4 separate regions of the Mus musculus genome follow, and regions 2, 3 and 4 are each linked to region 1. The links are chromatin contacts, called in public HiChIP or PLAC-seq and promoter capture Hi-C maps. All regions are on one chromosome and are shown on one strand. Each heading gives the region's core, a stretch centred on a gene start, on an enhancer-like site or on the middle of the called end of the contact. The rest is flanking DNA. Distances are from core to core; before and after follow the strand shown.

The links. HiChIP or PLAC-seq counts read pairs in DNA pulled down with a chosen protein or histone mark. Capture Hi-C pulls out chosen DNA fragments and counts their contacts.
Region 2: a contact with region 1 is called in a promoter capture Hi-C map of adipose tissue, with 3 times the contacts expected there. The contact joins the promoter of Ndufb6 here to the promoter of Ubap2 in region 1. A contact is called at or near these places in 6 of 39 promoter capture datasets (cranial neural crest, erythroid cells, liver and 3 more), 10 of 484 Hi-C or Micro-C datasets (CD4 T cells, CD8 T cells, double positive thymocytes and 4 more), 2 of 115 datasets of contacts at active chromatin or transcription factors (astrocytes and double positive thymocytes) and 2 of 9 other capture datasets (adipose tissue and liver).
Region 3: a contact with region 1 is called in an H3K27ac HiChIP or PLAC-seq map of embryonic stem cells, with 2.6 times the contacts expected there. The contact joins the promoter of Smu1 here to the promoter of Ubap2 in region 1. A contact is called at or near these places in 10 of 39 promoter capture datasets (the C10 cell line, the HPC-7 cell line, cranial neural crest and 6 more), 4 of 484 Hi-C or Micro-C datasets (CD4 T cells, CD8 T cells, LSK cells and 1 more), 11 of 115 datasets of contacts at active chromatin or transcription factors (bone marrow-derived macrophages, cardiomyocytes, embryonic forebrain and 5 more) and 4 of 9 other capture datasets (adipose tissue, embryonic stem cells, liver and 1 more).
Region 4: a contact with region 1 is called in an H3K27ac HiChIP or PLAC-seq map of double positive thymocytes, with 3 times the contacts expected there. The contact joins the promoter of Aptx here to the promoter of Ubap2 in region 1. A contact is called at or near these places in 4 of 39 promoter capture datasets (cranial neural crest, maxillary cranial neural crest, pre-B cells and 1 more), 6 of 484 Hi-C or Micro-C datasets (CD4 T cells, CD8 T cells, effector CD8 T cells and 1 more), 3 of 115 datasets of contacts at active chromatin or transcription factors (double positive thymocytes, regulatory T cell precursor and trophoblast stem cells) and 2 of 9 other capture datasets (adipose tissue and liver).

What each region holds. Positions count from the first base shown.
Region 1 is chr4:41,273,817-41,276,516 of GRCm38.p6, forward strand. It overlaps Ubap2 (ubiquitin-associated protein 2), which reads right to left and starts at 1,319. Exons shown (of 29, transcript NM_026872.1): 1 at 1,224-1,319.
Region 2 is chr4:40,278,014-40,280,713 of GRCm38.p6, forward strand. It overlaps Ndufb6 (NADH:ubiquinone oxidoreductase subunit B6), which reads right to left and starts at 1,408. Exons shown (of 4, transcript NM_001033305.3): 1 at 1,145-1,408. The coding sequence starts at 1,324.
Region 3 is chr4:40,756,615-40,759,314 of GRCm38.p6, forward strand. It overlaps Smu1 (smu-1 suppressor of mec-8 and unc-52 homolog (C. elegans)), which reads right to left and starts at 1,271. Exons shown (of 12, transcript NM_021535.4): 1 at 1,163-1,271. The coding sequence starts at 1,188.
Region 4 is chr4:40,701,876-40,704,575 of GRCm38.p6, forward strand. Aptx (aprataxin) reads right to left here and starts at 1,319. Exons shown (of 8, transcript NM_001025444.3): 1 at 1,262-1,319.

The DNA.
Region 1 (2,700 bases), core at 69-2,568:
GCAAGGCCAGCCTGGTCTACAAAGCAAGTGGGGGACAGCCAAGGTTGTAACATGAAGAAACCCTGTAAAAACTATCGAGCGAGCGAGCGAGCTAGAGAGACTGAGACAAGAGGCTCTCAAGTTAAAAGCCAGCCTTGGCTAGGTAGTGCAACCCTCTCTCAAAAACGCCCTCCCAAAAAAAGGCATGCTCTTCAAATAAATGATCTCTGGGTACCTCATAGAATCACCTAAAAGCTCCAATTGTTACTGTACACAATTGCTGGAGAAAAGTAAAGAGTAGGCAGACTATGCACCTTGGAAATAAAGTAGAAAGGCGTATTAGTGGTAGTAAACTACGAGATTATGTTAAAGCAAAAAACTGCAGGAAGACTTCCAAGACCAACCCAAAGAGAAAACACGAATCCTAAGTGGTGACAGTTGACATGCCTGGGTAACTAAACCTGAAAATGCAGGGGGGAAGGTGGGAGAGCTGACTATGCCTGGGTAACTAAACCTGAAAATGCAGGGGGGAAGGTGGGAGAGCTGACTAGGAAAACTGAGCTGGAACGCACCAGGCTAAAGAATTTGTTTGAATTTCTAACAACGCTTTACAGTTCACAAGCACTCTTACCTCACCTTAAAGAATAAATAAACTATGACACCACCAGACTTCAATAGGGCATGAAGAGGAAACTCACAGAGTTTCAACTAACACCAAAGACCACAGTAATGAAAAGTAGTAAAATTGAACTATGCCTTCAGATTAAGTGGGGAGAGACTAGAGCGCAGAAGTTGGGCACTAAGACCAGTCCCAGGACAGGCGCCAGACTAGAAAGCTGAAAGGTGGTCCGGATGGGGCGACAGCGTGGCGGAGGAGCTCCTGCCAACGTGCAGGGACCGAGGTGGGAGAGAAAACCACACCCTCCAGGATAAAAACCCAAAGGGGGGGGAGGGGAAGGCGCCCCCTGGGGCTGGGTGGGGCCGGCCAACTAGGATGGGGGGTGGGGGGTGGAGCAGGAAGCACAGGGCAACCTGAGCGGGAGAGGAAAGAGAGTGCTCAGGCCTGGACACACTACGGAAACATGAAGCCAGCGAGGGAAGCTCGGCCCGATCCACCCGAGTAGACGCTGGGGCATCCCAAAGGGGGCTGGGAGTTCAGAAGACCTTAGCCCAGGTCCAGAAAGCATACACTGCAAGGTTCAGGGCCCTGGGAGGCAGGATGAAGGGGACCGGGTGACAATTACCGCTGCTGCTCTCGTTGGACTCGGGACCCGCCGCCGCCGCCGCTCGTTACCTGCCAATGTGCCTCTTACAAAGCGGCGGCGGCGGCAGAGGCGGCCCTGCCCGTCACGTGATCCCTACGTCACGGGAGAGGGTGGAGCCAGTACTTGAAGATTGAACGGGGTTACCCGGCTGGCTAACACAGCTCTGGGAGCTGAGCGAGAGGAACTATGTGGAGGCGGCGGAGATGGTGACATTGCTTGTGGTCAGAATTTCAGGGTCGTACTATCCGCCGCCTATAGAGAACCCACTATTAAAGCGTGCGGTCGCGCTATGATGACCTCAGAAACACTGCAAGATGCTCGATGCGTGCGGCTCTTTCGTCACGTGACATGGTGCAGCCACTCAAAGCAAGCCTGGCTTCTAGACGTTTTGAGGGCGAACTACAACTCCCAGAGTGCTGCGCGGCAAAGGCACTCTCTACGACCGCCTTTTCTCAGCGTGCTCCTAAGTACAACTCCTGATTCTGACTTATTCGAGCATCTTATGGCTAGCTTCCGAGTTAGTACCAATGGGTGCCACCTGCCAAGCGAACCAGCGTGGTTCCTGCTGGGAGGTGTAGTTCTGGCGGAGAGTGGGTCTAGCTCCCACGTTGCGAGGCTGGCGCTCCGCCCTGCCCTCTGCGCGGGAAAACGCCAACCGCCAGCTGCTGAGCCAGACACCCAGAACGTCCTCGGCTGAAGGCCACGAGACTTCAATGTAGTCAAATGTGGACTGCTTTCTGCATTCCCAACTCTCTTCTGCAGGAAACAACTACCATTCCTTGAACGCCAACGGGATGTTAGAGGTGTTCTAGCCCAAAAGGCTACTAGTATCGGACCGGTTTTGCAAATAGGAAAGGAAAAGTTATTTTCTGGCATAAGAAACCTAAATCAGGTTTTCCTTGTTGAGAAGTTACCTGATCCACCTCTTAGTAAAGATGTTAACCTCAGGAGATTAAGCAAAAGTAATGGAGTTTTGTTGTTTTTTGATTTTTTGAGACAGGGCTTCCCTGTTTTGGAACTTGCTTTGTAGACCATACTGGCCTCAAACTCACAGAGTGCTGGGAGTAAAGGCACGTGACACCACAGGCCGACTCAAATAAAGATTAATCACTAGCATATCTTTAAAAAATAAATAAATAGATAGATGTTGCGCTGGAGAGATGGCTCAGTGGTTAAGAGCACTGACTTCTCTTCCAGAGGTCCTGAGTTCAATTCCCCGCAACCACACGGTGGCTCACAACCATCTGTAATGGGATCCAATGACCTCTTCTGGGGTGTCTGAAGACAGCACAGTGTACTCACATACATTAAATAAATAATTTTTTTTTAGATGTTTAAAACACTTTAACTCCAGCCCAGACTAACCTAGCCTTATTGTGCAGTACATGGTGACCGCTAACTCTCAGCAGTCATCCTGCCTTGGTCTCCCAAATGGTGGTATTTCAAGGATTATAGA
Region 2 (2,700 bases), core at 158-2,657, 1.0 Mb before region 1:
GCCTCACCCCACCCCTCACTTGAGACAGGGTCCCAAGCGTTAGCCAAGGCTGGCCCGCCTCCCTCTGCAGAGATCCTCGGCTATCCTCCTGCCTCAGCCTCTGGAGCTGCTGTGATTACCAACATGCGCTGCTTACTCTCCCTAGCATGAGCTACCTTATTTTTCAATGTGTGTGGAACAAAAACCAAACCAACTAACCAAACAAAAACATTCCACCACTACCAACTATGTGTGATAATTATTTTACAAATTTCTAAATGGAACATATTTCCTGACAGATTGGGGCTGACCTACCAATTTCAGTATTTTCACTAACTCTGAGGCTTCCTATAGAATATCCATAGATTCTAAGACAGAATAAGCACCATTCTGCAAGACATAAGGCATTGTTGTTCAAGAAACCAACCAACCAACCAAGACTTTGTACAACTACTACTTCTACTTCTACCACAATTACTGGAAGGAGCTGAAAGCAATTCCCACACAATGTTCGCTACTCATCATTGATGTGATTTAATAGCAGTCTCCAAGAAAATATCTGGAATCCTTACAATAAAAAGCAGTCCTTGAGTGAACGGTTTTTCTGCCTGGAGGTCATGGAATGCAATTTAAAAGTAACTAAAAGTGTGTTAAACGTACACAGTGATGCGTAGAAAGGGAGCTTTAGAGTCTGACAAAGCATACCAAATAGAACCCTGTCTTCTGTTGCGACCCCATGGGGCTGTACTATACCAGCTGGCCAGTCTCTGGCACCTCAACCCTACCCACCGCGTAAGTGTTCTCAAATACTGAAATCACAGCCTGTGATCTCAGTTAATTCTGACCAGTTTAACCCGAGAAAAGGTATCTACACTCGAAAGAACTGCATGTGCGGCGAGCGTCTTGTAAAACCTAAGACCCGACTTCTCAGTACACCTGACAGCCACCTGCTCCTGGACTCCAGACCCCAGCCCTGAACAATAGCGACCTGACAGCGTCTCCGCTAAACCTGAGCCCCTGGACTGATTGTCCCTTGGGGCCCTCCCGGGTATGCGGGCTCTGGACAGGGTTGGGCCTTGATGGAACTGAGAGGAGTGGGCTGGGAGGCTTGGCCAGGCTGCGACCCGGGGTGGGAACCCGGACACCCGTGTGGCTCATCACTCACCATGTTCTTCCACACGGCCCCGTCCCGCAAAAAGTTATCCCAGAATCGCTCCAGGGGCCACATCCTGCGCGGGGGCAACACGGGCTCCCGGGGACTCAGCTCCTGGTCCTTCAGCCATCGTCTCCTTAGCTCCCGCAGCTGCTGCAGCCGCAGCTTCTCATCCGGCGTGTACCCTGACATGTTGCCGACGAGCCTACACAGGACCGGTCACTGACCTGCCCCTCCCGCTCCGCAAAGCGACCTTGAGGCGCCTGGAAGCGGCGCGGAGTGATGACGCCACACCAGCCCCGCCTCTGGGGGCGGGCCGACTCCTTCGCGGAAAGCAGGCTCTGCTCATGCGCAAAGCCCTCTCTTGGACCCTGGGTTTTAACAACCTGGGTTAAGTATGAGCTCAGGAAGGTCCCTGAGTTAAGAACTAAGTGGGCGGTGTTGGAAAGTGTGAGAAGTCCTGGGGCTAGGGTTCAGAGAAAGAACTTGTAGGGGAGGGGACCGGAAGAACAAGGACGATGGTTTAGCGAACCTCTGCCTCGCCCCCTTGAATTCTCTTCTTGACCGAGAGACACTTGCGTCCGAATTTGGCTCCCACCTCTTTCGTAACCCGCTAAGTAATCTTGAGCGCCTATCTCGGTTTTCTTCCCTCTCTGTACTGCAGAAATAAAGAGCACCTTATTTGGGAGGCTTCCATAGGCTCGCTCACTCTTTGATTCTGCCGGCCCACTTTGTAAGACATCCCAAAGGTATGGCAGTAAAAATTTGTAGGGGTGTGCACGAATATTCGTCACAACACGATATGTAATAGCAAAACATTGAAAAATCACCTCCCAGATTTCAGAATAGAGGATTAGTGGGAAAGCTTATAGTACTGTAAAGCATTGGTATGCTACTGCCATAAATGAGCCTTCTATTCATAACTGGAGTAACTTCTACAATCTATTGATAAGTTAAAAAAATAAATAAGTAAATAAAACCAACTACACCAAGTATGCTACCTTTTATCCAAAAGCAGGGAGAGTAGTAGTGATACTAAATATATATACATGCTCTGAAAATTTTAGAGTAATAAATGAAAATAATTTTGTTATTTGTATTTGGTTTTGGAGACAAGATCTCATGTTGGCTTTGAAATTGCTATTTAGGGAGACTGGACTTAAACTCCGAATTCCCCTGCCTCCACTACTCATGAGCTAGATGAAGTACACCAGTATGCCCAACCTAACTACTGCTTCAAACACCACCACCAATATTATATAGGGAAGATAGGATAGACACAAAAGTAGGAACTAGGGAGTTTGGAGGTGGCTTAGCGGTTAAGAACACTTACTGCTCCGTCAGAAGACTGAATTAGGAGAATCTAGCTACATGGTGGGGCTTCTGGAACCTGAGTGTTCTCCAGCAGAGAAGAATATGATTTATAAGGCTCTCTCTAGCGAACCAGAACTGGGGAAGTTTCTAAGACCAGTAAGCAACTTGATTAGCAGGTTTCTCTGGTCAAAGATGAAAACATTTCAGCATCAGTAAGTATGAATTGAATGATTTTTAAAATATAAAACACGTCA
Region 3 (2,700 bases), core at 21-2,520, 520 kb before region 1:
CCGGAGGCAGAGGCAGGTGAATCTGAGTCTGAGACTCACCTGGTCTACAGAGTGAGTTCCAGGACAGCTACGGCTTCACAGAAAACCTTGTCTCAGAAGCAAAACCCAGGAAAAAAACGACTTACATATAACTGAGTTAAAAATATGTATCTCACCGGGCGTGGTGGTGCACGCCTTTAATCCCAGCACTTGGGAGGCAGAGGCAGGCAGATTTCTGAGTTCGAGGCCAGCCTGGTCTACAAAGTGAGTTCCAGGACAGCCAGAGCTATACAGAGAAACCCTGTCTCGGAAAAAAAAAAAAAAAAAAATATATATATATATATATATATATATATATATATATATATATATATCGCTATGAAGAGGCTCAGGCTGGACTCCAGGCCTTCCTACTTGCCCATTTAATACTGCGATCATAGACGTGCATACTTCACATCCAGCTTCAGTCTTAAAAATACATAGCAGGTTTCAGACTCCGCCGACTTAATTAATAAACCTTGCTTTTCTGCAGATCTTCAGAACATGCGTATCTCTCCCCTCCACTCAGAACACAGCTGTTTGCTAATTTCATAATTTAATTTTACTTTTCAAAAAATAAAAGGCGGTGGGTGGAGTCCTGGGGAGTCCAAGCAAGACTCTTCAGTCACTCACTCCCCGCCCACCTGGCTCCTCGTCGCCGTCCCCGCCTTCACTAAGTCTCATTCTTCTGACTCAATCAATATTCAAATTCTGTGTCCACAAAGAGGTTCTCTCTCTCTGCAAATTGCAAACCAAATCAATACACCACACTGGATCTAATCAGATAGGAGAAGCAGCAGAGTCTTTGGGGTAACTAGTGCTTGGACCAGAAGGAAGAGCTGAGGGACTGGCGGACACCCGGGCAGCGCCGAGGGCGGTGTGGCTAGCAGAGGAAACCACAGTAGTCAGGTCTACTCGGTGTGCCCCAGCACAGCCCGACGCCGGGGCCCAGGGGCTCCAGACGGCCCGCCCCACGGCTGCTCTCTCGCGGGCCCATCTAAAGAGGGAGCCAACCCGGAAAGTGCTTCGAGGCCGCAACCTCCGGCGCGCAGCTCCCCCTCCAACGTCCTCCGACCACCCTCCACTCCACCCCACGCCACGCCGCGAACACGCCACGCCGCGAACACGCCACGGCAGGACTCACTCGGAAGACTCGATTTCGATCGACATAGCGGTAACGCTCCGGGTCCAGGCCCCACTCAGCACACAGCCGGTCGCACAACGCCGCGCGACACTTCCGGCGGCCGCGCTGCGACACTTCCGCTCCGTTAGGGTCTAAAGGGCGAAGGAAGAACACGCCCAGGTGGGCGGGGCGTGAGGGGCGGGGCCTCGCGAAAGCGTGGCAGGACTACGAATGCCCATCGGTTTCGCGAACGTACACACAGGTGGAGTCTTTCTACAGCCTTGGCTGTCCCGCCCTCCTCTGCCTCCCTAATGCTAGGATTAAAAGTGTGCGCTATCGCGCTCAGATCCAGCTAAGAATTAAGTTGGAAAAAGCTGCGGTTACGGAGAAAGAAATGTAACCAAATGCGAAGTTATAACAGATCTGAGACTCCTTTCAATATAGAGTTTAAATCATACCTTACTGGTATGGCATGACAGAGCTGAGGACATAGCTCAGTGATCAGAGTGTTTACCTAGCAAGTCAGACGCCCTGGTTCAATCCCCACTAATAAAAAACCATACATAAATATTGATGAATTTTATAAATAAAGGCTAGGGAAAAGGTGGGATGGACATGCAGCTTATAGCTGGCTTCAAACTAATTATATAGTTGAAGATGCCCCTACTTTCCAAGGGCTAGAATTACAGATGGCATCACAGTGCTTATCTCCAATAAGAGCTATTTTAAAATTCTATTGACAAAGTACATATATATGTATACACTTATATATATATACATATTCATACATATACATATACATATATATACACACACACAACACAGTGGCATGTCTATCTTGTGAAATTACATATTGAGATAGTTTAGGGATTTCTAATGGCTCTTGTCTACCTTCCACACAATTTCTTTACAGTCTCCTTTTTTCCCCCCAGTGCTAGGTATCAAAACCAGAGCCTTTCAATATAGCCGCTCATATGCTGTTTATGTTTTCATTTTTACTTGATTTTTGTTTGTTTGTTTTGTTGTATTGTGTTTGGTTTTTGACACAGGATTTCTCTTTGTAGCCCTGACTGTCCTGGAACTTGTTCTGTAAGCCAGGCTGGCCTTGCTGCCTGCCTCTATTCCTGAGTGCTGGGACTAAAGGAGGGAAATTTTTAAAAAGAGTCGTTTGAAACTAAGTAGAGAAAATGACATATGCTACTGTTACAATGAATGGGATCTTCTAAGGTGCTTGGATTAAAGAGGTGTATCACCATGCCCAGCTCTTTCACGTTTCAAATCACCTATTTCCCATCAACTCTAAAGAACACAGTCTCAGCCAAGCAGTGGTGGCACACCCCTTTAATTCCAGCACGGTGGAGGCAGAGGCTGGAAGCTCTGTGAGTTCAAGGCCAGCCTGGTCTACAAAGTGAGTTTCAGGACAGCCAGAGAAACCCTATCTCAATAATAAGTATAATGACTTCTGAGATAGTCTCATTCAGAGCACAGCATAGGAATTTATTTCTTTCTTCTTTTCTCTCTCTCTCTCTCTTTCTTTCTCTCTCTCTCTCTCTCTCTCT
Region 4 (2,700 bases), core at 69-2,568, 570 kb before region 1:
TGAAGGCAGCTAGGAGAAGACTGGCTTCCATGCAACTAGGACAAGGGTCTTAAAGTCCACACCCACAGTGACACACCTACTCCAACAAGGCCACAGTTCCTATTAGTGCCACGCCCTGGGCCTAGCATATACAAACAATGACGTTAGGAAACCCAAATGACAGGGCAAGTGACATGAGGCCAGAAATCTATCTTGAAGCGCTGTTAGCACAAGAATTTTCTTCAACAATGGAAATGTAGTAAACCTTCAAGCCACACTGATAACTGAGCTTTTGAAGGGCCATTAACACAAGTAAGGAACTGAATTTCCAATTAAACTTAAAGTTGCATAAGCACAAGTGAGTGTGGACTAATGTCCAACACAGACTTGAACTTAAGACTCTCAGCTTCTAATTTCTCAGAGGAATTAGGCTAAGTATTTCACAGACTGGCTCCACTGGCCAACATCCTCACTCTTCCCTCCCCAGACATACATGCAGGCACCTTTACCTGCACATACCATCTTTCAAGAATGCAGCATGGCTCCTGGCTAATACAGGATATCCAGAAGTTTGAGGTTAGACTACCCTACATACTGTTACCCATCTTGAAGAAGAAAAAAAATTGTCCAAGCCCAGTGGCAAACGCCTGTATCCCATCACTGGGAGGTAGGGACAAGAGGATCAGAAATTTGAGGAGGCCAGCTGGGCTACAGGAGACCTCTAAAATTAAGTGGGGAGGAAGGGCCTCTTACGAAATCCCCAATATATGTCGATTTCTCAAAAGTAATTACCCAGCAATTCCAAATTGGTGTCATTTCAAAAACCCCTGCTTTGTTGAATCTCTGCATTGTAAAGAGAAAGACCTTACACTGCTTCCGGCATTCTTAAGGCCCGCTGGGGACACTGCTAGTGCACCTCGAGTTACTCTTGGAAGGCGTTTCTGGCAGAAACACTTTCCTGTCAGGCTGAACAGCCCCGCTGCATGGACTTTGTCCACTCTTATCTCTAAATCTTTTCATGCTGATCTGGCAGCCAACTAGGTACAGGAGCCGGGTGGGGATGGGGGGCGGGGAGGGTGGGAGGCCGGAACAATGCGGCGGAAACAAAACTCTGAAACACGCCCACCTGAGCAAGACCAAGGGGTGGAGCCTAATCCGCCCAGAAGAAAGAAACCTCGAACTCCACCCTCAAGGTCACCGCTCCGAGTTAGCAGCCCGGGCCAAATGCCCCTGCCCGCTTCTAACCCAGCAAACTACGAAGGCAGGCGGACCATTAACTTACCTCGACTGTGGACACCCACAAACTTCACGCTGCTCTACTGCGCCTCGCCGCTTCCGGTGCTGAGAGATGACGTCACAAACGGCTGCCTAGCAACCGGTGATGATTCCAGTATCTTTTCGAGAATTGGCTGGAACGTTTTCTCGCCCGATACCCAGGTAGAACAGTGGCGCTAGCCGCTAGTTGTCCCCCGTGAGGATAGCTCCTTTGCTCGCAGCCTCCCGGTTGTCTGAATCCGGAGAGATTTCAGACAGCAGTCTTCTGTGGCTCATCTACGCAGCCATGTCGCCTTTTAGCACTTCCTCCTCAGGAAGCTTGCTATAAGTTAAAGCCATCTTTGAAAGGGAAAGAACGAGGTTGGAGGTAGTGAGAGAAATTCGTTCTGTAGCCCAAATTGGTCTTGAACTCGCGAGAATCTCCTTAGATTCCCCCAGTGCTGGGATTGCAGATGTGAGCTACCAAACACAGCTTTGAAGCCATCGTTTAAACTACAGGCTGGAGTGCCTTACCACCCACGTTAAAATTACACTTTTCTTTCTCTCTATAAGGAGAAAAAAGACTGAAGAGAGAGACAGAGGAACCCTGCTAAGATTTTTTTTTTATGATGTCTTCTCTAAATGAACTGAGGGCAATCAGCAGGAGGTTGGGATGACATATGTGTACTGATTTTTATAGCAATTCCAGGACGTTCCCTGAAAGTCTTGTATTGTAAATCACTAAAGACTTCTTGGCAGATGAAAGAATTCCTATCTCGTGAGTAAAATCAGAGTGTAGAATCTGAAACGCAGTCGAAACTGAACCTTACGGAGGCCCCCTTTTTTGGGGGTGGGGGGGTTGTTTAGACAAGGTTTCACTGTGCCCTAGACTAATCACAAACTCAAGATCCCCTGCGTCTACCTCTGAAATACTGGGATGACAGGTCTTCGTCCCCACTCTCAGCTAAGAGCTCTTTTGTTTCTTGATCAAATGGGTTACTATTGTTTTCTTGAAAAAGCAGGCTCCACTGTCTGATGGAGATGACAAGACAGGATGGGAGGATGTCCCTGAGAGCAAGGGAAAGCCGTGCTTTTGTTGACAAAGAAGATGCGGGTGTATGTTAGGATCAGAGCAGGAAGGGAGGAGGAATCTCAAGCTGTACAAACCTCAAGGCTGAGAACGTGGTCCATAACTGCCTAAGACATCAAGGCAGATCTGGTGACCCGACAGTTTGCGTTTTCCCTCAGGATTAGGCCTCTTAGCCAAGACTTCTACGCAGTCTCCATTGTGTCTCGTACAGCTAAAAATTAAACTGGGTCATTTGTGCAGAATTGAGCAGAGTTTTCCTAGCCACTGTATTAGGTCTATTCCATTGTCTGCAGTGCACTGACCAGAAAAGCAAGGTTGTTTGGAACAATGCACGGTCAAGGGCGTGGCAGGCACTTAAGACATTCACTGGGGTTCAC